Regions from separate parts of the Macaca mulatta genome. Here regions 2, 3 and 4 are each linked to region 1. Evidence: chromatin contacts called from public Hi-C data. All regions are on one chromosome and are shown on one strand. The core of a region is the stretch at or near the end of the contact, and the rest is flanking DNA. Distances in the headings are between cores, read along the strand shown.

Evidence for each region. Hi-C and Micro-C count contacts between places; a contact is called where the count stands out from the background.
Region 2: a contact with region 1 is called in a Hi-C map of cortical neurons, with 5 times the contacts expected there. The contact joins the promoter of MED28 here to the promoter of DCAF16 in region 1. A contact is called at or near these places in 2 of 14 Hi-C or Micro-C datasets (cortical neurons and fetal cortex germinal zone).
Region 3: a contact with region 1 is called in a Hi-C map of fetal cortex germinal zone, with 2.9 times the contacts expected there. The contact joins the promoter of LAP3 here to the promoter of DCAF16 in region 1. A contact is called at or near these places in 3 of 14 Hi-C or Micro-C datasets (CD4 T cells, blood and fetal cortex germinal zone).
Region 4: a contact with region 1 is called in a Hi-C map of liver, with 4 times the contacts expected there. The contact joins the promoter of LCORL here to the promoter of DCAF16 in region 1. A contact is called at or near these places in 6 of 14 Hi-C or Micro-C datasets (CD4 T cells, blood, cortical neurons and 3 more).

What each region holds. Positions count from the first base shown.
Region 1 is chr5:16,871,477-16,875,187 of T2T-MMU8v2.0, reverse strand. DCAF16 (DDB1 and CUL4 associated factor 16) reads left to right here and starts at 1,757. Exons shown (of 3, transcript NM_001194742.1): 1 at 1,757-1,873. NCAPG (non-SMC condensin I complex subunit G) reads right to left here and starts at 1,522. Exons shown (of 21, transcript XM_015138089.3): 1 at 1,134-1,522; 2 at 1-83. The coding sequence starts at 1,244.
Region 2 is chr5:16,675,690-16,679,555 of T2T-MMU8v2.0, reverse strand. It overlaps MED28 (mediator complex subunit 28), which reads right to left and starts at 1,940. Exons shown (of 4, transcript XM_015138086.3): 1 at 1,773-1,940. The coding sequence starts at 1,931.
Region 3 is chr5:16,639,727-16,643,221 of T2T-MMU8v2.0, reverse strand. It overlaps LAP3 (leucine aminopeptidase 3), which reads right to left and starts at 2,047. Exons shown (of 13, transcript NM_001260698.1): 1 at 1,939-2,047. The coding sequence starts at 2,040.
Region 4 is chr5:17,082,965-17,086,719 of T2T-MMU8v2.0, reverse strand. It overlaps LCORL (ligand dependent nuclear receptor corepressor like), which reads left to right and starts at 1,704. Exons shown (of 9, transcript XM_078003176.1): 1 at 1,704-2,064. The coding sequence starts at 1,908.

The DNA of each region.
Region 1 (3,711 bases), core at 508-3,007:
ACAGCTGGTTCACGTTTATAGACCACCATAACATATTTAAGGTAATGTATGAACTCCTCATGAAAAACTGTTTTATCATCCATCTGAAAGACAAAAGAAACCCTTCATAAACTGCACCGACAGAAATCCTTTATTCCCAACATCACCCTAAGACTTCTGAAAGCACTAGCCATAATAATGCAGACAAATTAAAATCTTTATTTAGTAAACTCTTAATTATCCAAACCAGCAAAAGGGCAATTAATTTGCATGAATTTCTCTCCAGGCTATAATGGGAGTAGACGAGCTTGACTTTTGACAGTAAAAAGATTCCTTTGATTGTTTTTTTCAATATCTTTGAATTCTCAATAAGCCTTTAGTACCAGCACATTACAAATACGCTTCTTCATCAACAACCCAAAATCAATACTGCCTTTTATATTTCTCATATTCAGGTCTTCCTATCTCTTCCTATCACCAGCAGCTTCTTTGTGAGATAACCTGCACATCCTATCTCATATCCTCAAAGCCCTGCGATGTTTACTTACAATTTTTCTTGGACCTCAAGATAATTCAGCTTCCCCAAATTAATTGTTCTAGTCTTCTCAAGGTTCCACTCAAAACAAACAAATAGTAATGTACATAAATAAGAATGGCCAGGCCCTAACGATTAATTTGGTATTTGGTGATTGGATTCAATGTAACCGTGGGACGAGGGTAGAATCATTTGACGGTCGGCGGGGAACGATGACCCCAGGGGCAACGACCACCGAACCCCCGCATTCAGGATCCACTCTGCGGTTCAATATTTGATGTCTGATAGCCTCGGTGGTCGTAAATGCTTCTCTCCACGTTCACAATCAGATTAAGGAATAACGGTCCACGCCGCCCAGAGGCTGGGGGTGTCGGCTCAGAAAAGCCAAGGCGGGGCCCGTGTGAACGACGCCCAGACTTCCGAGTCTTTCTGGCCTGGGCGCAGGCGACCTCGGGTAAATCCCTGACTTCTCCGAACCTCAGGTGGTCCCTATGAAGTGAGTCGCGAAGGTGAACAAGGCTGGAGTCACGGTGCGCCGAGCCCGAGGGCCACGGAGGGCCCCTGAGAGAGGGTGGGCCGGGGCGGGCGAGGGGCGGCGGCCAGGGCCGGGCGCGCTTACCGTGCCGTAGGTGCGGCTCAGCGCCACCACCAGCTTCGCCTGGTTCTGGTGCGGATGCTGCGCCAGCCGAAAGGCCTCCTTAATCGACAGCAGCCTCTTTTCGGCTCCCATGGCTCTGGAACCCTGCCGGGACGAGTCCTGCCCGCGCTCGGCTACAGCCTGCCCGCCCGCCCGCCAACCCAGAGGCAGAGCTCTCCGCAGTCTTCTCTGACAGCCCCGGGAGTCTTTACCGCCCGAACGTTCAAATAATTGCCGCGAGAGGGAAAAATCCCGCGAGACTGCCGCAAGCGCTCTGGGAGGAGAGAGCGGGAAGCGATGGGTCCACCCAACTCACACCCTGCGCTTTGGGCGCATGCGTCTAGCTTCAACCTTGTCCAACAGTTTTCACGGAGGGAAGTGGCGTTTTTAAGGGGGAGGGACCTTGACTCGGCCGGAAGTAGTGTCGGCGCGGGAGCCGAGTGGAGTGGCCTAGCCGCGGGAGGGGAAGGGTTGCTAGTGTTAGGCCTAGCTGGGTAGTGCGGTTGAGCGTGAGGCGAGAAAGAAGAAGCGATCCTCCAAGGGTGAGAACGGGAGATCTGCCGAAGATAACAACCTCCCTTGTGGCCAGAGGGCGGGGGATCCCCACACGAGGGCTCCGTTTCGAGAGACGGCGACAAAGGAAAGTTCGTAGCGCGTCCCGGAGGCCCGGCCGCCTCTGAGAAGGGAGACGCTGCTGGGTCCGCTAAGCTGGGCGACCCGAGGTTAGTGGAGACGGATGCGGTCTTTTGAAGGCCTTAGTCCCTGCCCTGGTGAAGCCGACTGCGAGGTTCCGCAGGGGGTGCAGGCGGCCCGGGGATCGCTGCGAAGGGGGTGCGGGCTAACTTAGCTATTGCCCTTTCTAGATATGCAGCTGTCGAGGCCCTGTTTACAAGCGGGCATAAGGACAGTGTATTAAGGGAGAACTCAAGAGAATGGAAAGGTCTTTCGGGTAGTGGTTAAAACAAAGAAGAGTAGAAACTAGGTTTTTAAATTTTAAATGAAATTATATCAGGCAGAATTTCTGTTGGATCTCAGGATGCACCATCCAAAAATAAGACTGTAGGAGAACAGAATATGCCACCCTACAGTATACTTCTAGGGTATATTTTGAGCTGGTATTCTGACAAAATGCAGACACAGGAGTCACTCTGAAAATCTGTCCTGTTGTAAAAGAAATTTACATCTACAGAGGAAATATACATCAGTAAAGCATCTGTATCACGAAGAGGGCAGCTCTGCGATAATTTTTGTTACCTGGGAGATTTTATCTGCATATCAAGACAACTTTTATTCACCGTTTATTTCCTCCCCTCACCTTTCCACAACTTTGTGGCCAACCATCCCCCAGAAAGCCGCAAACCACCATTTCTTGAGTAGCGTAGGATGCTGTATAATCTTCAATCATCTGACCATGGTGGGACGACTCTGCATGTGTAGTTAAGTACGGGTTTTTTTTCTTGTTAATGTTTATGTCAAGTTAATTTGTAACCCAGCCAAAGAACCTAGGAGGATGGAGGGAAGCCGTTTTTCCCTCTCCTACACCTCAGTAACCTACTGCCAGCTGAAGAAATAGAACATTACTAAAGCCACCTGTACATCTTTCTCCTTTTGAATTACCTTCACTCCGAAGAAGTAATGGATTTTCTTAATTTACTGTTAACTTTTACCATGCAGATTTTTATATATTAATGACACATTTTTTTATGTTAATGACTAAATAAATCCCTGAATGAGGATATTGTACTATTTTGCATGTTTTAACCATTAAATGAATAATTATATGTGCCTCTGGCTTTTTTCAATCAATATTGCTGTGGTTCATATTGATGTATTAATAATAGTAACTTGCACGTGATTGACCTTTATCATTCTAAGCACTTTACTTTGTTTATTGCTCACAAACCCTGTAGGATAACTTTGATCTTCTTTTAAGATGAGGAAACTGCGACACAGACAGGTTGCTATAGTACTCCATTGTATTAATATGCCATACCTTATCCATTCTCCTGCTTAATTCCTCAAACTTTATAGATATTCAACTGCTAGTTAAGATAAGAATGTGGTAACATTTGTGTTGCCCATAATTTTGCTTTGTGACGTTTCTAATATTTATCTTTATTTTTATTTTGAGACAGAGTCTTGCTCTGTCGCCCAGGCTGGAGTGCAATGGCGCAATCTTGGCTCACTGCAACCTCTGCCTCCCCAGGTTCAAGTAATTCTCCTGCCTCAGTCTCCCAAGTAGCTGGGTTACAGGCGTTCACCACCACGCCTGGCTACTTTTTTGTATTTTTAATAGAGACGGGTTTCTCCATGTTGGCCAGGCTGGTCTCGAACTCCTGACCTCAGGTGATCCACCCGCCTTTGCCTCCCAAAGTGTTGGAATTACAGTCGTGAGCCAGCTAGTATTTCTTTATTGTATTCAACTTGGCTGTCTCACCAACAGAGACATCACACCATTTTGTCAGTTACAGAAGAATGAGACATCTGGCCACCAGAGGTCAGCCTAACTATATTTTGGTTAGGTTTGTTTTTGTTGGTTTTTTTTTTTCCAATGGTTAAA
Region 2 (3,866 bases), core at 691-3,190, 200 kb after region 1:
CAACATGCAAAGCCTGGGAGACCACACTAAACATCTTGATCTTATCTCAAGAGCAACAAGCAGCTACTATAAGTTTTTAAGCAGCAGGGTGCTGGGAGTCAACTTTGGCTAAGATTTGTACAGGGCCAGTCTTTCAACAAGTGCCCAGGACAGAGAGCCAGCTCCCCTCAAGAACAATGCTAGATGCTGCTCTAAAGCTCACCAGTCCCTTCCTTTACCACTTACCATCACCTCAAAGGCGTCTCCTCCTCCTCCTCTCCCTCCTCCTAAACGGTCTCAGTCCTTTAAATCATTTATTTCTGGCTAGGCACGGTGGCTTATGCCTGTAATCTCAGCACTTCGGGAGGCAGAGGAGGGTGGATCATGAGGTCAGGAGTTCAAGGCCAGCCTGGCTAAGATGGTGAAAACCCGTCTCTACCAAAAATAAAAAAAATTAGCCGGGCGTGTGGCGGGCGCCTGTAATCCCAGCAACTCAGAAGGCTGAGGCAGGAGAATCGCTTGAACCCGGGAGGCAGAGGTTGCAGTGAGCCGAAACTCTGCCACTGCACTCCAGCCTGAGGGAGAGAGTGAGACTCCATCTCAAATCATTTATTTCTAAATCTTTGTACATCCGTGTAGTAAAAGCATTTTGTCCATGCCGTCTGAATAATACAATCGCTTACAAATTACATATTTATAATTATAAATGTACCACGGTGCTATTAGATACAATATTAAAAGTCACAAAATTGGGATTTTTATTTAATTTAATTTTATTTTTTTGAGACGGAGTCTAGCTCTGTCACCCAGGCTGGAGTGCAATGGCGTGATCTCGGCTCACTGCAACCTCCGCCTCCCGAGTTCAAGCGATTCTCCTGCCTCACTCTCTTTCGTGTCTGGGATGACAGGCGCACGCCACCACGCCTGGCTAATTTTTGTATTTTTAGTAGAGTCGGGGTTTCACCATGTTTGTCAGGCTGGTCTCGAACTCCTGACCTCGTGATAAGCCCGCCTCGGCCTCCCAAACTGCTGGGATTACAGGCGTGAGCCACCGCGCTGGACAAAACTGGGATTTAAATGTGGAAAAGTTAACTCCAATTTGAAGTTATGTTACTTTATTACTAGACAGGAATAGCTCATCTTCCATTTTAAAGACCACTGGAAATCACCAGAGCACTTATTTTCACCTCTCTATCTTCCCTCAATACACAGTTCACCTTTCTCGCTACAAGGTAAACTCCTTGGGCAGAACTGAGATTGGGTCATCTGTGGCTCCCTCGCTCCCTAACCTCCACCATTCCTCTTTCCTCGGCCCCTAGTACCAAGCTGCGCCTGGTAATTTAAGGAAGTCAATTTCCCCTCATAAGAGTCTCTTTAGGATCGTTTAAGGGTGAAGCCCAGCGGAAAGGATACAGGACACAGTAGTGAAACTTTGAGCTCCGAAAAGGCTTAATGAACATGCAGGGATGCAAGAAACGGTGCTCAGGGATGAGACCGACGACCGGTTGGGATGGCAGCAGCCGGCTGGGAATCTGGAAGGGTTCCAAGTTTGGGGTTTAGGCAAACTTCGGGTCCACATTTCCAGAAATCTCGAGTTTACGCGCCCCCGCCAGCAGACCTGAATTGAATACGGGCCACGGGGAAGCCTAAAGCAATGACTTACGTTCTTTAAGCCTCAGTTTCCCTATCTGTAAATTAGTTGCTCGCATCCCTGGAGTAGATACGCGTACGCGCAGCTCACGTTTCAGAAAAAAGGAAAGGCTGGGGACAAAGACGCCCATGTCTTATATTACCTCGAAAGATGACTCCAACTCGTCCACCAAAGTACTGCTGGAAGGTCTAGGAGCGCCTGGAGCTGCCTGAAGAAGCGAAGCTTGGCCCGGAAGGCCCGGTGGGGCCTGAGGGGGCCCGGGTGGCTGCCCAGAAAACATACCCCCTAACGGAGCCGCCATGTCTGGAATGGCGCAAGAGAGGTCCACTGCGCCTGCGCGGAAGCCGCCTCAGAAGGTCAGGTGTCTGGTGTGCGATGCGTGGTCACGTGACAGGACCGCGCTGTGGAAGGATTCTGTTGCGCCTCCGGAGGGAGGATTTTTGATTCTTCTGTCTTCTCGTCTATCGCAAAACAGAGTTTACATGTATTTTCCTTTTTTCTTAGCTTAAGAATTGAAGACTGTGGCTGGATTAGACCTGGTTGTATGGAAAGGGGAATGAATAACTACAGTGGAGCGAGTCCTCCCGCGAGAGTCGAGATACTACTATGCTAGTCCCGACTCTGCCCCAAATGCCTGGAGAGACTTTGGCTAAGTCACTTTTTCTTTCCGCGGGCTGTTTACCGTTGGTAAAAGGAGAGGGTCACCCACTCTCTCCACAAACATTTGTTGAGTCATTGATTATAGCGGGAACAAGACAGGCAAAGTTCTTCCTGAATTCTGGTTGGTGGTGGATAATGGAAACAACTTTGTTGAGGTTCCCAACGTGGCCGGCACTGTTCTCTTTAGATGTTTATGGTTACATCAAAGAGAAAGTCACTGTGCTAATCTTTTTTTTTCTTTCTTTTTTCTCAGGGTCTCACTCTGTTGCCCAGGCCGGAGTGCAGTGTCATGATCAGGGCTCGACCGCCCGGGCTCAAGCAGTCCCCCCACCTCAGCCACCCAAGTAGCTAGGACCACAGGTGCGTGCCGTCGCGCCAGGCTTTTTTTTTTTTTTTTTTTTTTTTAGTTGAGTCAGGGGTTTTACCATGTTATCCAGTTTGGTCTCCAACTCCTGAGCTCAAGTGATTCTCCCGCCGCGGCCTCCCAAAGTGACTAAATCACCTACCCCCCTCCTCCTTCTCTATCAAACACATGCCAACTAGAAAATAAGTTCTATACATACATCAGAGCCTGCCTGTCTTATTCACCTGTATCCCCAGAATCTAGAATGGTGCCTGGCATAGATAGACATAATAAATACGTGATCACTGAAAAAACCAGAAGAGACTGCCAGGAGGAAACAAGTCCAGCAGTTTTCAGACAGTTTTGGTCTCAAGACCCCTTTACACTCCTAAAAATTATTGAGGATCCCAAAGTTTTTGTTTATGTGAGTTAAGTCTGCTAGTATTTATCTGATAAGTTAAAACTGAGACTTTAAAAAATCAATTCATTAAAAAATAATAAATTCATTACATATTAACAGAAATAATCTTTATTAAAACTAATACTCTATTTTTTAAAATAAGGAATAAATTAGTAAAAATAATGGCATTTTACTTTTTAGCAAGTATATATATATATATATATATATATATATATATATATATTTTTTTTTTAGACAGTGTCTTCTTACTCTGTTACCTAGGCTGCAGTGCAGTTTCACAATCACAGCTCACTGTAACTTCCGCGTCCCAGGCTCCCAAGTAGCTGGGACTACAGGCCTGCACCACCACACCTGGCTAATTTTTTGTAGAGATGGGGTCTTGCCATGTTGACCAGGCTGGTCTCGAAGTCCTGGGCTCAAGAAATCCACCTACCTTGGCCTCCCAAAGTGCTGGAATTACAGGAGTGAGCCACTGTGCCCAGCCTTTCAAGTCTCATTAATATCCAGTTTACCTAACCTCAATGTAAATTTCCTGAGAGCATGGTCAGTGGTATTTCTCTTGCAGTCCCCCTGGAGTACTGCACAAAAAAGCACTAACATTTTTTGGATTTTGCTGAAAACCCATCACTTCATTTATAAGATGAGGGAACACTGTTTTAGAAAAATTACCAAGAACAAGATAATGTATGTAGAGGTTTAATACAGTGCCTCGTGTAGACTGAGTTGCTAAGGAGTGACATGATGTAACTCCCTTTTTTTAATTTTTAGAGATAAGGTCTCACTATGTTGTCCAGGCTAATCTTGAGCTCCTG
Region 3 (3,495 bases), core at 798-3,297, 230 kb after region 1:
AAAATGGATTTGTTACGAAAAATCCAAGTTAGACCCTGAAAGGAATCAGAACATGCCACTCCAAAATGTACCGCTTTGGCACACTGGTTATTTTGAGCTAAAGGCTCTTGAGAAACAGCAGGTGTAGAAGGGCTCTCTGACCTCCCTTTCTCCCTAAAAGCAGGTCATACAAATCCCCATGAGAAAGGTGATCTCCCTGTACCAGGAAAAGGAGAACATTCTTATCACCAGAAACTGGAAGTCAACACCAAAATGGACCTGTACAAATAAACCTACTGAACTTACCCTTATCTTCTATTAGTTCCCCTCCATATGATTTCCTAGTGATTATTCCACAGTTTACTAACCCAAGCCCCTTAGTCTTGTCACATCCCCACAACGTATTGTCCTTTGTTTTAAAAGGTATACAAGCTTTTGGGCCCAACGCTTCTTCAGGTCTTCATTTTCCTCTTGCAGTCTCCCGTATACACGTAAAAATAGTAAATAAAATCTGTATTCTTTTCTCTTAATATATCTTACGTCAGTTTTCTTAGGCCCAGCCACAGAACCTAGGAGGATAGAAGGAAGATTTTCCTCTCCTACAATCCTCAAGTGCAAATCCCAGGTATCCTAGGATGCCGTTCCAATCAAGGCAATGGCTGTGCCTCCCATCATAAGGACTGTTGCCACGTAAGGACTGCGGTCAACATAGAGGCTGTAAGAGAAGTACCAACTTCCTAGAGAGGGTAGAAGCATTCTGCTAAGCACTTAGCGGCTCACTCCCTTCTTCTCCTTTGCAAGTCCCAGGTCTCAAATACCAGAAATGAGGAAGTAAACCTAGTAATACTTAGTATTTACTTTTGCACAGCAATTTATGACTTTAAAAATGTTTCGTCTGCCTGACGGCAATTCTGCGAGGTGGAAAGAACAAGTAGTCTCATTCCCTCTTGACCGATAAGGAAACTGAAACCTAATTTGACAAAGGAGCTCCTGTGTAGTAGGACTGAGTGAGAATCCAGATGTCTTCCCACCCATCAGTTGGTCTTTCCACAAAACCACACAGACACTCAGAATAGTGACCTCTCGGTCTTTTCCACCCAAGACAACAGCCTTCCTTGGCATTATTAACTCTGCCAGGTTCTAACTTTCCTAAGATTGTTCACTCCCCGGGAATCAAGCCAACTGGGCAACTGTTATCTGGGTAGGCTGTGGCACAGTACCGAGACAGCACTGGTCAGGCGACTGGTCCCTTAGCCACTGAGATACCTGCAGGAGACTGGAGCTCAAGCTCCACCTAGAACGTTCTTCTGCAGGGACAGTCATCTCTTTCTGGTGCTCAGGTGTGACTCCCAAGCTTGTGCTGGTTCCGAGAGTCATTCCCTTTCCAGATCCTTCACATCTGACGAGCGACCTTCGTAATTTTTTGGAGTTCACTTTTCTTCTGGAAGGTGCTCTTAATTCTGGGAAATGTGGGTCTCTCTGCAAAGCCCTTTTCTCTAGAGAGACATGCATTTCCTCTAGAAACCCTTCCAAACCACTTAACTCCCTGACCTTTCACTTCCGCGGGGGAAAGAGCCCTGTGACTCTGGGACCTCAGAAACCCTTTCACCTTGGCAAACTCCCCCAAGCTCGGGTGGGGGCCCCACCGCTGCGTCCTTCCCCGGGTTACTGCGAGGACCGCGGGTGACAACCGGAGCAAGCTCGCGGCCGAGCGGAGCCAGGTAAAGGGCGGCTACAGCCATCACCCCCTCACCCCAAACGGGAAGCGCGCCCTCAATACGATCGCTGGGGTCCTCAGCGGCCTAGGCCGATCCCCGCAAGGAGAGAATTTTTCTTTTAAACTGATTTTTGCAACTTGGCGTGGACGCCCCGCACACCGCAGCTTCGACCCGTCCAGCAGCCCAGTCGCCCACGGGCATGGCCCCAGCATCGCACCGAGAGCGAGCCGCCGCCTCTCACCTTCGTCATGTCTGCGGCGGAGAGATCCCGGCTCCCGAAACGTCTCACCGCCAGACGTCGGACGACAACTCGCCCCGCAGCCGGAAGAGGCAGCAAGAACATCTTGTCGGCTCAGCCCCTCGCGCCGCCCTCCAGCGAGCACGTGGAGAGCGGTGGGCGGGCGCGCGCCTGGGGGCGTGGCTTTCGGGGTGCAGACGGCGCGCGCGCGAACGGGCTCGGGCGCCCGGCGAGCGGACTTGCGTCTAGGGGGTGGGGCGGATGGGCAGCACCGGCCGACTGGACTGTTGGGACCAACCCGCGGCTGTTGAGGGGACTCAAGGGTGCGCCCGCATTCGTGTGCGCGTGCGCATGCGGGCGGGGGCGAAAAGGCGGGGCTTCCGGACGCGGTTTACAGTCCCGGGACGAACGCGAAGTAGAGGGGCGGGACCGAGAGGGTGACGTCACACGATGGGTGGGACGGAGGCGAGGAGAGCTCTGAGAGCGGGTGTGGGCGGAGCGCTGGGCAACTCCCGGGAAATAAGAACTGAGTGCCAGAGCTTGTTCTCAAAGTTGCTGAATAGTAAGACACTCCTACTGAGTTTTCGTTTTTTTTGTTTGTTTTGTTTTTTTGAGTCGGAGTCTCACTCTGTCGCCCAGGTTGGAGTGCAATGTAGTTATCTCGGCTCACTGCAGCCTCCACCTCCCTAGTTCAAACGATTCTCCTGCCTCATCCTCCGGAGTAGCTGGGATTACCGGCGCCTGCCACCACGCCCAGCTAATCTTTTTTTTTTTTTTTTTGAGGCGGAGTCTCCCTCCTGTATCCCTGGCTGGAGTGCAATGGCGCGATCTTGACTCACTGCAACCCCAGCCTCCCGGGTTCAAGAGATTCTCCTGCCTCAGCCTCTCGAGTAGCTGGGACTACAGGCGCCCAACACCACGCCTGGCTAATTTCTGTATTTTTAGTAGAGACAGTGTTTGGCCATCTTGGCCAGGCCGCTCTTGAACTCTTGACCTCCGGTGATCCATCCGCCTCAGCCTCCCAAAGTGCTGGGATTACAGACGTGAGCCACTGTGCCCGGCAAATTTTTGTGTTTTTAGTAGAGGCGAGGTTTCACCATATTGGCCAGGCTGGTCTCGAAATCCTGACCTCGTGATCCGCCTGCCTTGGCCTCACAAAGTGCTGGGATTATAGGCGTGAGCCACCGCTCCCGGCCTGCTGTCATAATATTCTTAGTTATAATATTTGCAAAGGTGGTTTCATTCTTATTGTCTGTTTCCCCCCAGTCGTCTAGGGAGCCATGCCTTTTTCATCTCTGCATAGCGAGTACCTAGATCTAGCATTTAGACTGTCCCTGGAACCAATACAGGGTGCTCATAATATGTTTGAATGAATTCATGATCAAGGTCTAGTGCAGGTAGCATCTATAATTAAAGAACAGGATAGGTGCTATGTGTGGCTTTCAGATAATAGAAGCAAAAACAAAGAGAAAGCTTGAAAGGAGCCAGCAGAATGAGAATGCTATAGATGATTGAGGTGGAGATCTGAGTCAGGAGAATGTGTGGGAGGGTGCTGGCTTG
Region 4 (3,755 bases), core at 455-2,954, 210 kb before region 1:
GACTTGTATCACTTTTAGGAAGAACCAGTTTGCCATTCTTCATCTTCCTTTTGCCTATTACACAACGGGGGACGTTCCACATGGAATGAAGCCCCCTCCTCCTGCCACCCAGAGATGAACATGTAAATAAGCAGGAAATAGTTTTTTGTTGTTGTTTTAAGCCACTAAGATTCTTGGATCATTTATTACTGCACCATAATTTTTCCCATCCTAACTAATGTAGATTACTATAAAAGCGATCAGGAAAACTGCAAAGGCTGATCCTCGTGGCAATTATGAGTGGAAGTGGTTAACTGAAACCATCCACTGACAATTCCAAGATCACCTTCATTAGTAATTTCACCTGCACTCCAATTGTGACCGTTCTAGAAAAGGTGATTATGCGTTCAGACTTTATTATTTTTAACTTATGAAAATGTAAAATTACATCTTCACTACTGAAGTCATAATGAGCAAAGAAATACTTTCTCATAGGAAGAAAAAGAAAGAAGGTGGTTAAGGATAAGCCACAAAACATGGAAGGTGGTACTGAACTCAGAATTTATGAGATTTCCAAGAAGAATTAAACATATTTCCCACAGACTTGTGAATAAATTTCCAGACATACACAGTACTTCTTAGCAAACGTTGGGTGGCTTAGCTTCGGCTTGATCAACTGCACGTATACGGAAACAAACGCACAATCGCTCTGGTGCAAAAGTAAAAACTCTAATTGGAGTCTGTATTTAAACATAAGATTCCTCTCTCGCTCTCTCTGAAGAAGTTATTTTCTCTAGCACGGCGTAGAATTCATTCCATAACATTTGTAAAGTGCTTAATCCCGCGTCACACACTGTACTAGGGTCTAGTGAGTGACAGATGTCACGGTACAGAGGTCTCAGTGGGTCGCTGCCCTCCAGGAGCTTATAAAGAAAATTTTCCTTCTGCAGTTTTCAGCCGGCTACGCCCAGTCCCCTGCAAGTAATTTTCAGTGTAAAAACCCCGCATCTTTTTCCTAGTCCTTGTAAGGATTCTCGCTTTCCGATATCTCTTCGCCTTGAAAACCGAAGTCACTCCGGGATCTCTCTCAGGACGTTTGGCAGTTATTCCAGATGTAGGCGAATGACCGACTTGCCCTTATCCCTGCGGAGTGACAAGAAGACAGAGACCCCGGAAAGTTTCCAGCACTTAGAACACAAAGCGAAGCCTGAACCCACAAGGGGCCGACAACTCTTGCGGCTTCCACCACCCTTCTATCGCGGAGCCTGAGGAAGCTAAAGCAGTCGGGTCAGAACCGGCCACCCGGGCAGCGCACGGTCCCGGGCGCAGGGAGCGACAGGCTCAGCACCCCCAGCGGCGCGGCGCAGAGAAGTTCCAGGCCAGCCTGCAAACCCGAGTGTGGAGGGGGGGAAACGATCCTTTCTTTTGGACTACAATGACCGGCAAGCAACGCGCCACGGCGCCAAACTCGGCTTCGGGATCCTGGCGCAATGAAGCCTGGGAAGTGAAGTCTCCGGACTGTCGGAGTCCCGTAGTGAAGGCAGAAAGTAGGCGTTGCTAGTCCGCTCCACTAGCACGCCGGTTCCTGGCTGGGCTCCGGGTCTCTCGCTCCCGCTCAGGGTTTTCGCGGGCGGCGGGAGCGGTATGGCTCGCCTGAGTAAACTCCAGCGGGAGGGGGAGGAGGGTAGTGGGTGGGGAGGCGGGGTCAGCGGAAGCGGCAGGTTGCTTCCTTCTCCTCTGGCTCCCTCCCCGCCTCTCCCTGAGGGAGCGGTGGGAGGGGGAGGGCAGGGCAGAGGGAAGGTAGTGACACGTGTCAATCAACCCCCCTCCGGGGGGCGCGCGCTCCGGGGCTCGCGCCGAGGGCTCGCGCCCCTGCCTCGTGCCTGCGCTGCTCGTATGTAAATGAGGGCGCGTGACGCGGGACGCAGATGGACAAGGGAAGAGAGAGAATGGCCGCTGCCGCCGCCGCTGCTGCCGCCGCCGCCGCCGCCGCCGCTCAGTGCCGGAGCCCTCGGTGCGCGGCGGAGAGGAGAGGATTCCGGCGGGAACTCGACTCTTGGCGCCACCGCCTCATGCACTGTGTAGGTAAGAGAGACGCGGGCCGGGGCTCCGGGCTCCGCGCGGCGACGGCTGTCGCAGCCCGAGGAGTTTGTGGCTGAGGGGTTTAGTTGAATCTCCCGTTCGGGTTAGTTCGGTGGGGGAGCGAGATGGGAGCGGCGCGGCGCGGCGGCCCCGGCGCTCGCCTTTTGTCTTGCGGGCTGCTGGCCCGGCGCGGTCCGCCCTCCTTCGCCTTCCCAGCTCTTGGGCTCCCCGGGAACTGTTAGTTCGGACCCGCTTGCTGAGCCCCCGCGGAAGCAGCCCGCTAGCGCTCTCCCCGTAACTCCTCGGCGCCCGTCGCTGCCGGCAGTCGCCAGCCGTCCACCCTGACAGGAGGGAGGAAGCGGCCCGGTGGGTCGGCGCCCTGGCGGAGGGGAGCCGGCGGGCAGGGCGGGCAGGGCGGCCGGAGGAAGGCGGGCTGGTCCGCGCCCCCGCCGAGCGCACACACACCCCCTTCTCGCCGCCGGGGGCCGGGTGAGCAGACGCGGCCAGTTCCTGGGGACCTGGACCTGGAGACCCCCCGGGCGCTCGTAGGGCGGGGGCCGCGGATGGGCCGGCTGGGGGCGAGGGGCGGCGGGGGCGTCGCCCGAAGGGCGGGGGGCGCCCAACTCTGCCCTCTCGCGCTCGGCGGCGGCGCTGTGTGTACCCCTTTAAGAAGGAGCCGCTTGAGCGCTGACGGTTGGGATTTGAAGTTCTTCCTCCCTCTTTGGAAGTCTGGACGGATGGGGGGTGTTGCCACGGCAACGACACCCTCCCCCCCTTTTCTGCTTGCGGACGCCCCGACGACTCTGGTCCTCTTTCACTGTCATGTGATGGACTCTTCCTTACACACACACACACACGCACACGCATCGTCCTCCCCACCTCCCATCCCCATTCAACTGCAATTCCCTCTTTTTGGTTGGATATGAATCGTTTTGCTTCAAACTTCTGGGCTTGGGGCTGTCACCCTGTGGATTGTTTAGGGTGACAGGAATGGTGGGACTCCCGACCTTGCTGCAGTCGCTTTTTTTTTTTTTTTTTTTTTCCTAAGTGAGACGAATGCATAGAGCTGTTATCCAGCAGGTTTGTTTAGTGGGCTTAGAGGGGCAAAAACGGCTTATGGAATGGGGCGCGTAGTGGGTGTTTGTTTTGGAAAGGGGTTATGGGTGGGAGTGTAGGGGAGGAGGTAGAAAGGAAGGTTGTATTGTGTAAGCAGTGGATAGTGGCAGCGGCTTGCTCTACTGGCGAGTGAATCTTGGCATTTGGAGTTGGGGAGTAACCCTAGTGTCTTAAGAAAACGACTCTCTTACCTGGTTTCCATCTGCTCTGGCACCACCTCGCACCCCCGACCCCGCCTCCCATGTGTTTGGTTAACGCCTTAAGATCTTTTTTTCACTAGTGGAAAGGAGATCGTATTAGTTAAACTTAATACAATTTCAATTCAGAAATGTGTACCGCAGAATGCATTGAATGTAAGAAAATGTACGAGAAGGGAAGGTTACTTTAGGGGGCATTTAAGTGATGTTTAAATAATTTACTGCTTTTGTTTTACCCTTACGAGAAATGTATTTTGGTCTTCTCTAAGGAAAGACGATGAGAAATAGCTTTAGTCAAGTATTCATACGTGATTTTAGTTTATGAAGTGTAAAAAATCTCTAGGTGCTCTTTATATAAATTGTTTAAAAAACTATTGTTGT